Linked DNA regions of Pan troglodytes: region 2 is linked to region 1. Evidence: chromatin contacts called from public Hi-C data. All regions are on one chromosome and are shown on one strand. The core of a region is the stretch at or near the end of the contact, and the rest is flanking DNA. Distances in the headings are between cores, read along the strand shown. Region 1 holds the start of TMED7 (transmembrane p24 trafficking protein 7). Region 2 holds the start of LVRN (laeverin).

What was found. A called contact is a pair of places that touch in the nucleus more often than the background predicts.
Region 2: a Hi-C map of induced pluripotent stem cells shows a contact between it and region 1, with 2.1 times the contacts expected there. The contact joins the promoter of LVRN here to the promoter of TMED7 in region 1. A contact is called at or near these places in 2 of 7 Hi-C or Micro-C datasets (both in induced pluripotent stem cells) and 1 of 1 datasets of contacts at active chromatin or transcription factors (stem cell-derived excitatory neurons).

What each region holds. Positions count from the first base shown.
Region 1 is chr4:113,334,535-113,339,885 of NHGRI_mPanTro3-v2.0_pri, reverse strand. TMED7 (transmembrane p24 trafficking protein 7) reads left to right here and starts at 2,203. Exons shown (of 3, transcript NM_001204309.2): 1 at 2,203-2,705. The coding sequence starts at 2,514.
Region 2 is chr4:113,668,798-113,674,387 of NHGRI_mPanTro3-v2.0_pri, reverse strand. It overlaps LVRN (laeverin), which reads right to left and starts at 2,758. Exons shown (of 20, transcript XM_001149181.8): 1 at 1,921-2,758. The coding sequence starts at 2,615.

The sequences.
Region 1 (5,351 bases), core at 954-3,453:
GAAGAAGAAGGTGTTCCAAGCCATTCTCCTAGTTTCCCATAGCGATGGGCAATCCTTGGTGTTCCTTGACTTGTGAACATATCATTCCAATCTGTATCTTTGTCTTCAGTATGCCATTCCCCTCCCCCCACCCTGCCCCTGTATCTTTGTGTCTGTGCATCTCAAATCTTCCCTCCTCTTATAAGGTGTATTAGTCCATGTTCATACTGCTATGAAGAAATACCCAAGACAGGGTAATTTACAAAGAGTAAGTTAAATAAATTGATAGTTCCACATGGCTGGGGAGGCCTCACAATCATGGTGGAGGGTGAAGGCACAGCAAAAGCACGTCTTACATGGCAGCAGGCAAGAGAGCATGTTCAGGGGAACTGCCCTTTATAAAACCACGAGATCTCATGTAGCTAACTACCTGTTATAAAACATGAACAATGTTTATAAACATGAATAATGCATTATACGTGCATTATGTGTTTATAAACACAAATAATGCATTATAAACACAAATACTGCTTTATGGGAAACATAAATGAATGGGAAGAACCCGCCCCCATGATTCAGTTACCTCCCACCAGGTCCCTCCCATGACATATGGGGATTATGGGAACTACAATAAAACCATCAGATCTCATGAGACTTATTCACTATCACCAGAACAGCATGGGAAAAATTTGCCTCCATGATTCAATTACCTCTCACCGGGTCTCTTCCGTGACATGTGGGGATTATGGGAACTACAATTCAAGATGATATTTGGGTGGAGACACAGCCAAACCATACCATAAGGATAACAGTCTTTAGATTTAGGGCCCACCCTAAGTCCCAGGATGACCTCATCTTGAGGGCCTTAACTTAATTACATCTGCAAAAGCCCTATTTCCAAATAAAATCATATTCACAGGGGTGGAGGGGTTGAAACTTGGACATGTATTTTTTAGGGGGACACAATTCAACTCACTGCACACATTTACATAAATAACACATCTTTTAATAAAAATATTTTCCAAATAAAAATTTAGCAAGAAGAGTGACCTTATTTTTGTAAATCTTTCATATCTAGATTTAAGGAAGAAGCTGGGTGCTCATTTCCTTTGATATTCAATCTGTTATGCTGTTTTGGTTGAAATATATAATGAAAATCCAGCTTCATACAGATCATTACATACCCTCTGAAAGGGTTTCAAGAGGCTTCTGGGGGTCTTCAGAGCAACACTTGAGAACCACTGCTCTAAAGCATATACTCCATAAATATATGTAAAATGGAATTTCCAGGCTGTGGCTACATATTCCAGGCCATATATATATATATACACACACACACACACTGTATATAGGTGTGTGTGTTCTGTGTGTGTATACATATATTCTACTTTATTAGATAATGGCACATTGTTTTCCAACTTGATTAACCAATTTACTTTTTCACTAGCAGTGTATAAGAGGTTTTGTGGCTCTATAAGTCGACCAATATCTGTTATTGTTACAATTAAAATTTTTGCCTATCTTGTGGTATGTAATTTATTGATTGCACTGTGACGTTTAATTTAACAAAAGTTCATCTAGTGCTTGCTATGTACCAACCACTTCTAGGTAATTTTTCCAAATATTGGTACTTTGTAATAATTCTCTATGGTAGGTGTTATTATCTCCATTCTACAGATACAGACTGAGGCAGAGAATTTAAGCAAGTGGCCGGACGTCACACAGCCAGTACGTGGCAAAGCAGGGATTAAGCACTCCTGCAGTCTGCTCTTAGAATTCGTGCTCCTTGCCCAGCTGCTTCCCCCAAATATTTATTATTACTTATGAGAAAACTCTGCAAATTGCAAAGCGCTCTACCACCAAAGATTAGCACCCTAGGGCAAAATGAGCCCTTTACCACTCCCTAGATGCTCCCCAGCGCTAAGTTCCCAGCGGAGGTTGCAGTGAGCGCAGATCGCGCCACTGCACTCCAGCCTGGGTGACAGGGCGAGACTCTTGTCTCAAAAAAAAAAAAAAAAAAAAAAAAAAAAAAAAAAAAAAGCCAGTGATTGGAGCGTAATTACCCTCGCCAACCGCCTGTAACCACGGCGGCCGCCACGCCCCGTTTCCTGGTCTCGCCCCTCTCCGCCCACGACTCTGGCCCCGCCCCTCGTCCCAGGCTGCAACGGAGGCAGAGCCAACGCCTCGCGGGCTTCCACGTACGCACTCCAACGCGTGTCCCCGGAGGAGAACACATCCGGGTCACGGGAGCCGGTGTCTCAGGCTCCGCCCCTTCACCCCCCCAAAGGCTAATCCCCACTTCCGACCCTCTCAGGCCTTTTCCGCTTCTCTTTTACCTCCCCAGGTGCGCCCGTCTGCGCCCCTCAAAGGAATCCGGAGGGTCGCTCTGATCCCGAATCTCCCACAGGCGTGAACCTGCTGTGCTGTGTATCTTTGCGGGGTGGCCTGCGCTGAGGCGTGCCGCGCGCCGTGAGTCCGCGCAGACCTGACCCTGCGTCTCGCAGCTCGGTTGAGGCCGCCGCCGCCTTCTCGGGATGCCGCGGCCGGGGTCCGCGCAGCGCTGGGCGGCCGTCGCGGGCCGTTGGGGGTGCAGGCTGCTCGCACTGTTGCTACTGGTGCCTGGACCCGGCGGCGCCTCTGAGATCACCTTCGAGCTTCCTGACAACGCCAAGCAGTGCTTCTACGAGGACATCGCTCAGGGCACCAAGTGCACCCTGGAGTTCCAGGTATCAGGGGCCTAGCAGTCCCTGGGCCCCAACTCGTGGCTCCAGGATTGGGGGTGTAACTTGAGGGATGGCACTTTCCTGTCCGTGTTTCCCCGTTCTTAGGCTAATTCAAAAATCGCTTCTAGGTAGCTGATGCCCAGCATTTGACTTTCCTCTAATAAACGTTGGGTGAGAGATGTTAAGACCGGGAGTTAAAATATATGAATTCCAGAAATGCTCCCTTTAGCATTTCTTTCCATTCTCATTTTTAAGGCCTATTGAGCTTTCTTCCTTAAAAGATTCCCTTAAAGAAAATCATTTATACTCTGTAGTACCCAGTGTCAACCTTCTACTCTCTAATCCACACCTCCAATTTAATTGGATTTGGAGTGCTGCCAATGTCTAACTTCATTGCTTTTCAGTTTTACCAATATTAGGACTGTTGGTTAATGCGGTCCCTGTCATTGGAAGAGCTCCATTACAGGTTGAACGGCCATTTGCCAAGGGAGTTGTAGAAAGAATTGCTGTGATAAATGAGAGGCCCCTTCTGATATTTGGGATTATATAAAAAAGAAACTTTAACAGAATGTGGTTTATTCGGTTGGTTAGAACAGTCTTTACTGAGCTTCAATTTTGGTTGGTAGGCGCATTTAACATTTGAGTAGTTATTGAATACTAGGTGCCAGTGGTACAGAAGTGGTCGAAACAGATAGGGTCACTGCCATCATTCATGATTCCCCTCTCACCCTGCTTTTCTTAACTGGTATCTGCTCATTCATCAGAACTGTGCCTTAAGAGCAGTAAGTAGGATCCATGACGGAAGGCTTCCTTTGGAAAATTATTTCAAGCTGAACTTTAAAGGATGAGCTATATACACCTTGGTAAGGGAGGAGGGGGAATAGCCTGTGGTAGTAGTGAACACTGAGAATTTCAGGGCCATAGAGAGAGGTCCAATATGGTTGGGAATAAGGAGCCAGAGCAAGGGGGTCAGCAGGGGCAGGCCAGATAGTGTCTTGCTGACCATGTTAAGGATTTGTTTTTCCTGAAAGTGTAGGAAGCCATCAGAGGGTTATAAGCAGTTCAGTGATATGACGAGAATATTCTTGGTAGCTGCATTAATAATAACTTGTGCAGGTAGAGAAGTGGTGGTAAGATGTTGCAGACTGGATGTGGAAGGCTGATTAGGAGGTTATTGTGGTGGTCTAGACAAGAAATGATAGTGGCTTAGAGTAGAGTGATAGCAGTGGGGTAAATGAAAAGTGAAAGGATTGGAGAGAAGGTAGTAGGTAGAATCAACAGGACTTGGTGATGATTTGGCTATAGTGGGTCAGGGAGGGGAAGCCAAGGATGACCCTTAGGCTTACTTACCTTCATGGATTAGCACCAGGGGACAGAAAAGAAGATAGCAGGAATTGTGATAAAAAGTATAAGCCGACATTTTCTTTGTTTGAATTTAATAAACATTTCCTGGATTTTTGTGTATGCAGACTCAGTGATTAGTGCTAAGGATACAATGGCTAACAAATTAGCATCTGTTATGTGTAGACAGTATGTTAAGCATTTCAGGTATGTTCTCAGGAAAGCCCGATATGAAATTGTTATAGCTCTTACTCCTTTTTTACTGATGAAACTGAGGTTTAGATAGGCTAAGATCCAAGGGCATAAAACTTAGAAGTAGCTAAATCAGTAACGCAGTCCCAAGTTAAATTCTTAACCACTTTATTATACTACCTCCCAGAGACTGACTTTGACCTCAGAGAGCTTACACAGACATATATAGTCATAAAATGTTAAATGCAACAATAAAGGTACACACTAGGTATAGTGCTGGCAGGAGACAGAAGGATCATCAGGGGACATTTAGCTGAGGAGCTGATGTTAGAGGTGAGTCTGCAAGATAAGTAGCCGTTGCTCTACAAGGCGGCAGAGGAGAGAAGAAGGGGCCCTAGGCAGATATGTTCATGACAGTTACAGCAGGCCTGAAATTAGCCTGAGCTATATTGCTAACATTTGTGCATGGCATTGAAAATACACTGAATAATAATAGTTTTGTGACTATAGTTATATGTATTAATAGTCACAAAACTATTATTATTAGCTTTAATATAAAGCTATTATAATAGCTTTGTGACTGTGAGTCCAAGGGCTTTGGGGGCAGTTTGTACCAGTTTGTCAACATTATTTATTGGTAACAATGAGATTGATGATTTGCTCCTGGTCTTGATGAGACCACACCCCCAACCCAGAGCTCTGTTGTTGAGACTAGCTGCATAGGAGGAATATGCCTATGTGACCAGCAAAATATTTAAAAATGCAATCAAGACTCCATTTTGGGTTCCTTGGTTCCAGGGTGTTTTCTTTGCACACTTGGGTGGTTCCAGATCTGAGAGAGTATATGTCTGGCCACAGACCTAACAAAGGGAAGCCAAAGGAGCCCTCACCTGACCTTTTCAGATCTCTTGCTGTGAGACAGCCTTTGGCTGTGATGTTTTATATTCTTTTCCTTTTGGGACTCTTTTCAGTCCCAAGTTAAATTCTTAGCCACTTTATTATACTACCTCCCAGAGACTGACTCTGACCTCAGAGAGCTTACATAGACATATATAGTCATATAATGTTATAAACTGTAGATTTATAACATTATAACCTACAGTAATAAACTGTAGA
Region 2 (5,590 bases), core at 1,509-4,008, 330 kb before region 1:
CAGGTTCTGCGTTTAAATAACAAGAAAGCTGATCATAATGATAATCCAACCTAAGGATAGCAGTTACCACTATCCAGGCTATATGTGTCAATGTGTACTCCCTTTTTCATTTAATTCTCACAGTACTCTAATAGTTGACAGTTATTATATCTATTCCGTGAATGAGGAAACAGACTCAGAGAGGTTAAGAGACTAGCTCAATTCACACAGCTCAGGTTCAAACTCAGGCCTGCTGGGCTCCCAGAGTCTGGCATACCACAAGCCATCCTTCTGTTGCAGGTTCTTCATGACCCTGGCTTCAAGCTTAACCTTAGGTGTCTTTTCCTTGTGGTTTCAGAAGCAGAGACCCAAAGGGTAACAACTCTTCCAAAACATCACAATTTTGGAGCTCTACCTTGGTGTATGAACATCTGTACAACTTTATTAAGATTTCTTCTTGCTTGAATTTTAATGTTCTGAAAATATGGTTTCTAGTTAACACTAGAGTTAGCAACACAATAGAAAAATTGAACGGGACTTCCCTTTCCCATCTTTGCAAGCTTGACTGGGCCACAGCCCCACTGAAACAGGACCAAGGAAGAGGTAGGTGAACAGAGGAGGATTTACTGACCTACAGCAAGAAAAAAAAAAGTCAGATATGTGGGTAAAGTGTTTCTATTTTTTCCTCTGAAATATTTTGCACCCTGACCTACACAGTAATTTCAAAAGATTTCTTCACATGTTGAGTAACACATCATCTAAATAAGAAAATTTCAAAACTATTTTTTCAAGCATTGATGTATTTTTTAAAGAAAAACCAAGCACGCTGCCCTTAAAAACAAAATTTACAGATTATACATCCACTAGAGCAACTCTTTAAACTTATTTAAAAACCTTTGAAATTTTGAAAGTAGTGCAGGAGATGGTGCAGGGTGTAATTTAGTGGGATTCTTCCCCTCAGAGAACATCTGAGAACATTTTCTCTAATAATAAAGGGCAAAGTACATGCAGTTGTGTACGGCGCAAATGCTCCACCAGTGTGTGAGTGGACAAAGAGATCGCCGGTTGGAAAAAAAATAAATTTTGATATCTCCCACTTAAGCTATTTCCCTGGAGTTCGCCGGAGGACAGTATTGTGGTCTCAGAGCGTGGAAAGAGACAATTCTTCTTGTGCAGGGGCAGGAAACATTCCGTGTAGGAGATATTATCTCAAATGAGTGTAAAAAGAACACACGTCTGCATTTCTAACAAGCGCCCAGGTTACAGCTGCTGCTGGTCCAAGGACCAACCTTTGAGGGGCAAGCGGTTTGTTGAATGGGGTGAAGAAATTTCCGGCTAGAGAGGAAAGGTGCTTTCTGAAGAGAACGATAAGCTTCAGGGGTACCAGCGACCTAAAAAGGGGCAGCAATAGAAACAAACGGGATGAGCAGATACAGGGTTGAAAACTGGCCAGAGGAAGGACCGCGGTCTCCGCCGTCTCTTTATTCGGAGCAAGGTTATAGGAAAAGGGAGAAAGGAGGCGCTCGCACTCTGTCTGGCTTTGAAAGAAAACGTCGCGGTGTGTGATGCTCCCCTTCCTGTGTCCAAGTGTTCTCATTGTTCAATTCCCACCTATGGGTGAGAACATGCGGTGTTTGGTTTTTTGTCCTTGCGATAGTTTGCATTGGGAGATATACCTAATGGGTATATTTCTTAATGGGTGCAGCACACCAATATGGCACACGTATACATATGTAACAAACCTGCACGTTGTGCACATGTACCCTAGAACTTAAAGTATAATAAAATAAATAAATAAAAAGAAAAAAGAAAACGTCGCGAGGGGATTCTTTGGAAAGGGCAGCAGACGCGCACCTGGACACGGTAGTCAGCTGGACCCGCAGCCTGCACCGGGACGCAGGGGCGGGGGCCGAGAGGGGCCCCGGGCTGTACAGCCCTTACCTGCGCTCGCCCTGGTCGGTGTAGACGTTGAGGAAGAGTCCCTCCCTGAGGTCTTCATTCACCAGGCCCGAGAAGCTAAGCTGCAGCTCGTAGCTGCTACCAGGTTTCAGGGGCTCACTGAGCTCCAGCACCATGTATTCCGTGTCCAGCGCGAACCACACGTCGTCCACGGGCACGCGGCCCACTGTGGCGTTCCCAGTGCCCGGGGAAAGGGGGCCCCGCACCTCGGCGCGCTCGCAGTCCTGGAAGAGGCTATGCAGCAGCAGTCGAGAGGTGGCCACCGTGCAGCGCACCGTGATGTTCACGCGGCCAGTGAAGGGCAAAGACCCGGCCGGAAGCTCGTCGGGCCTCAGCTGCGGCCACAGCTCCAGATCGTAGTGCAGCGGCACGAGCCAGGGCGGCAGGCGTAGCTGGTCCCAGGGCCCCGGGGGTCGCCAGTTGCTCGGGGTGTTCGTCACCGCTAGCTCGCGTGCACTGCTGGGTTTCGGGGTCGGCGTCGGCTTCTGCCTGAGGGGAGGGGAAGACTCGGCTTCCGAGTCCCTGAGTCCAGGCAGCTCCGACGGTGGGACGCGCTCGCAGTGGCCGTACAAGGCGGCGAGTACGGCCAGCGCCAGCAGGAGGGCGGCTACCAGCCCAGCCAGCAGCAGGGCCACTGCGCGGCTCACATAGAAGCCTGAGCTGGAAGGGGGCCCCATGGCAGGGACCGGGTTCAGGCGCGAGGCTGGAGCTCAGAGACTGTGGCAGCTGTCAAAACCCCGGCCAGGGTGTTCAGTGCTGGGACCCCTGCCCCTCCTCTCTTGTATCGTGCCTCTTCCTCCTGGAAGAGCCTGGACGGACTGGAGCTCAGCAGACAGCGGTTGGGACCATGGCTTCCCCCTCCCAGCTAATCAGACACAGGTCCCAGCCTACCCACCCCCGCCCCCGGCCAGCGCCAGGGAAGAGGCGGACCTGGCTCACCCAGACGCGTACCCCTTTGGGTTCGAAGAGACAGACCCCCCGGAAGATGCCTCCAGGGTTGGCGCGGGGAGGGGGTGGTCAAGCCAAACGAATCCGGACACCTTAAACGTGGATATTTGGATGAGGGGTGTGCCCCGATACGGTTTCAGGTGTTGTCGGAAAGGGGACAGGTACCTAGCACCTCTATCTCCAAGCCAGCGATGAGCTACCAGCAACACACCTGCTCCACCGCCAGCTGGGGCTTCGTGTGCTAGGGGGTGGTAAGGGCTTGAGGACCAGGATATTTGGGAATGCGTTCAGAAATGACCCTGCAGGGCGTCGGCCGCGCCGTCAGAACAAATTTCTGGAGCCAAACGTGTGGCGCTAACTTCGCTTCCTAAATAAGCCCAGGAGGCATGCGGCCCAGGCAGAGAAGGCGAAGATGGAAACAACGCCCGGAGTCCCGGAACTTTTCCAGAGCTCAGGAAGCCAGGCTGGAGGAAGAGGCGACAAAGTGCTAGGGAGCCTGGCGTCTGCGTCTCCCGGGTGAAGTGGGGTTGTGGGGCAGAGCAGGGTTAGGGCCGCGTTACCACAGGAAGGGGCCTGGCGGGATGGTTTTTCTTAGCTCTGCAACTGCCTGGGGCCGGGGTTTCCCTTCCTGAAGCCGGGGGAGAGGGGACACCTGCTTTCAGAACCGACTCGAATCAAGCAAAGAGAATAAAACAATTCGGCGGCCAGTGTTTCCACCCAGAAATTCCTGGGCTGGAACTGGTTTTCCCGGCGGTACCCTAGTCGCTGAGGCTTTCACATGTTTGACATGGCATCTGTTTGCTATTTAGCTGGTGCCCCTGAGCGAATTCTTGGCGTCTGCGCTGGATCTGGAGTCTGCATTCACGCACGCTGGTGAATTGGGAATGAGATTGCAAGCATCAGGAGGCACTGGGGACGGAAGGGAAGGTAGTTAGATCCCACTGCAGGCTGAAGATTTTAAACTATCCCATCTTGAGACTCGCGCGTGTGTGTGTGTGTGTGTGTGTGTGTGTGTGTGTGTGTGTGTTACAGTGAAAATATAAAAATTTTTCCATAGCAGCTATAAAACGGTGTTCGCTTTACTACTGCTTTGACTGTATCTCACTTCCAATGAGGAAACCCTTTCGCCTGGTTTCAGAGATGGGGTAGACCACGGTGATTCTCCTGGGAAATGCGTGCTTTCTTGTTCCTTGAACTGAAGTGAATCACATGAACACCACCACCATCACCCTCTGGAATAAGACAGGAAAGTGGAAGGAGATATGACATTAAGCTCACGCAGATAGTTGTGCTATAATCTGTGAACCAGTCCACATTAAGACCATATGACTTATTTTTCTGGATTTGCTTTCTTCAGAAACTTAAGGATTATATTTAAAAATAATTATGACCACATGCATCACTCTCAGAAGATCATAGATAGAGCTGAGGGAGAAGCTCTGTCTATTTCCATATACCTACCACAAGTTGTGCTGCCAGAATTTGAGCTACTGCGCTAGCAGGGGCATCTCAGTTTAGGTCATGTTCAGATTGGGATTGGGACAGCTGTGGCACTAATTAACTAATTACTGGCCTTAACAACCCGTGGACAATTTCTTGAAGGATTTCGAAGGATTTCCAGACACTCAAGGAAAGATAAAAACGAAAGGAAGTCAGTAACATGATTATTTCAAACATATTAAAGGTATTCCTCCCTTCAGTTAAGTACATATATGGACACTAGCATTTAATTCCATTTTTCTAATATGATTAAAGAAATAGAGATTGGCTTCCACACAAAAAGTTTCAAAGTAATAAAGTCACACCAAATGATTAAGCAATTTAAGTATCTTATTAAAGGGAAAATACTTCTGATAAATCATTAATGTCACTTCAAAGACATTGCAAAATAACATACTGGCTGAGTCAAGATTATAATAATAAAGAACTGGAAAAGTATTATATGAAATATTTGACATCTCAATGAAAAAGTAGTTCGGGAATATAGACCAGTTGCTAGGAAAACATTTTCTAGAGCTGCTCAGAAAATCTGCTTATTCAGAGCAATGGAAGCGGTGATTCTCAACTGGGCATAATTTTTGTGCCCTTGCCATGACCAGCACCTCATTTGACAATGTTTGGACATATTTTTGGTAGTCACAACTCAAGGAAGGAAGTACTACTGGTATTAAGTGGGTAGAGGCAAGCTGTCCTCTAACAATGCACTGGACAGCCTGCCACAACAAAGAAGTATCCTGCCAAAAATGTCATTAGTGCTGCTGTTCAGAAATCCTGAACTAAAGCAATAATCCCTGTTTTTTACATGCTACCCAGGTAGAACTTCAGCTTTGTATCTTGTGCTGCTATTTATTTTTGTTGTTTATGTTTATACTTTGGCATGTCTATTATTTTTCCATCTTTATTTCTTGGTACTTATTATGAAACCCTATAATATTTTATTATATCTCTTAGACCACATAACTTGATTTTTCTTTTCTTTTTTGTTTACTCTGAAATTTTAATTTTTTGAGTGGGTAATATAAGTTTCAAAAATCAAAACAATATGAATTTTTCTTACTTTTTAATTATTATTTTTCCATAAATTATTGGGGGTACAGGTGGTATTTGGTTACATGAGTAGTTCTTTAGTGGTGATTTGTGAGATCCTGGTGCACCTATCACCCAAGTGGTATACACTGCACCATATTTGTTTTATCCCTTGCTC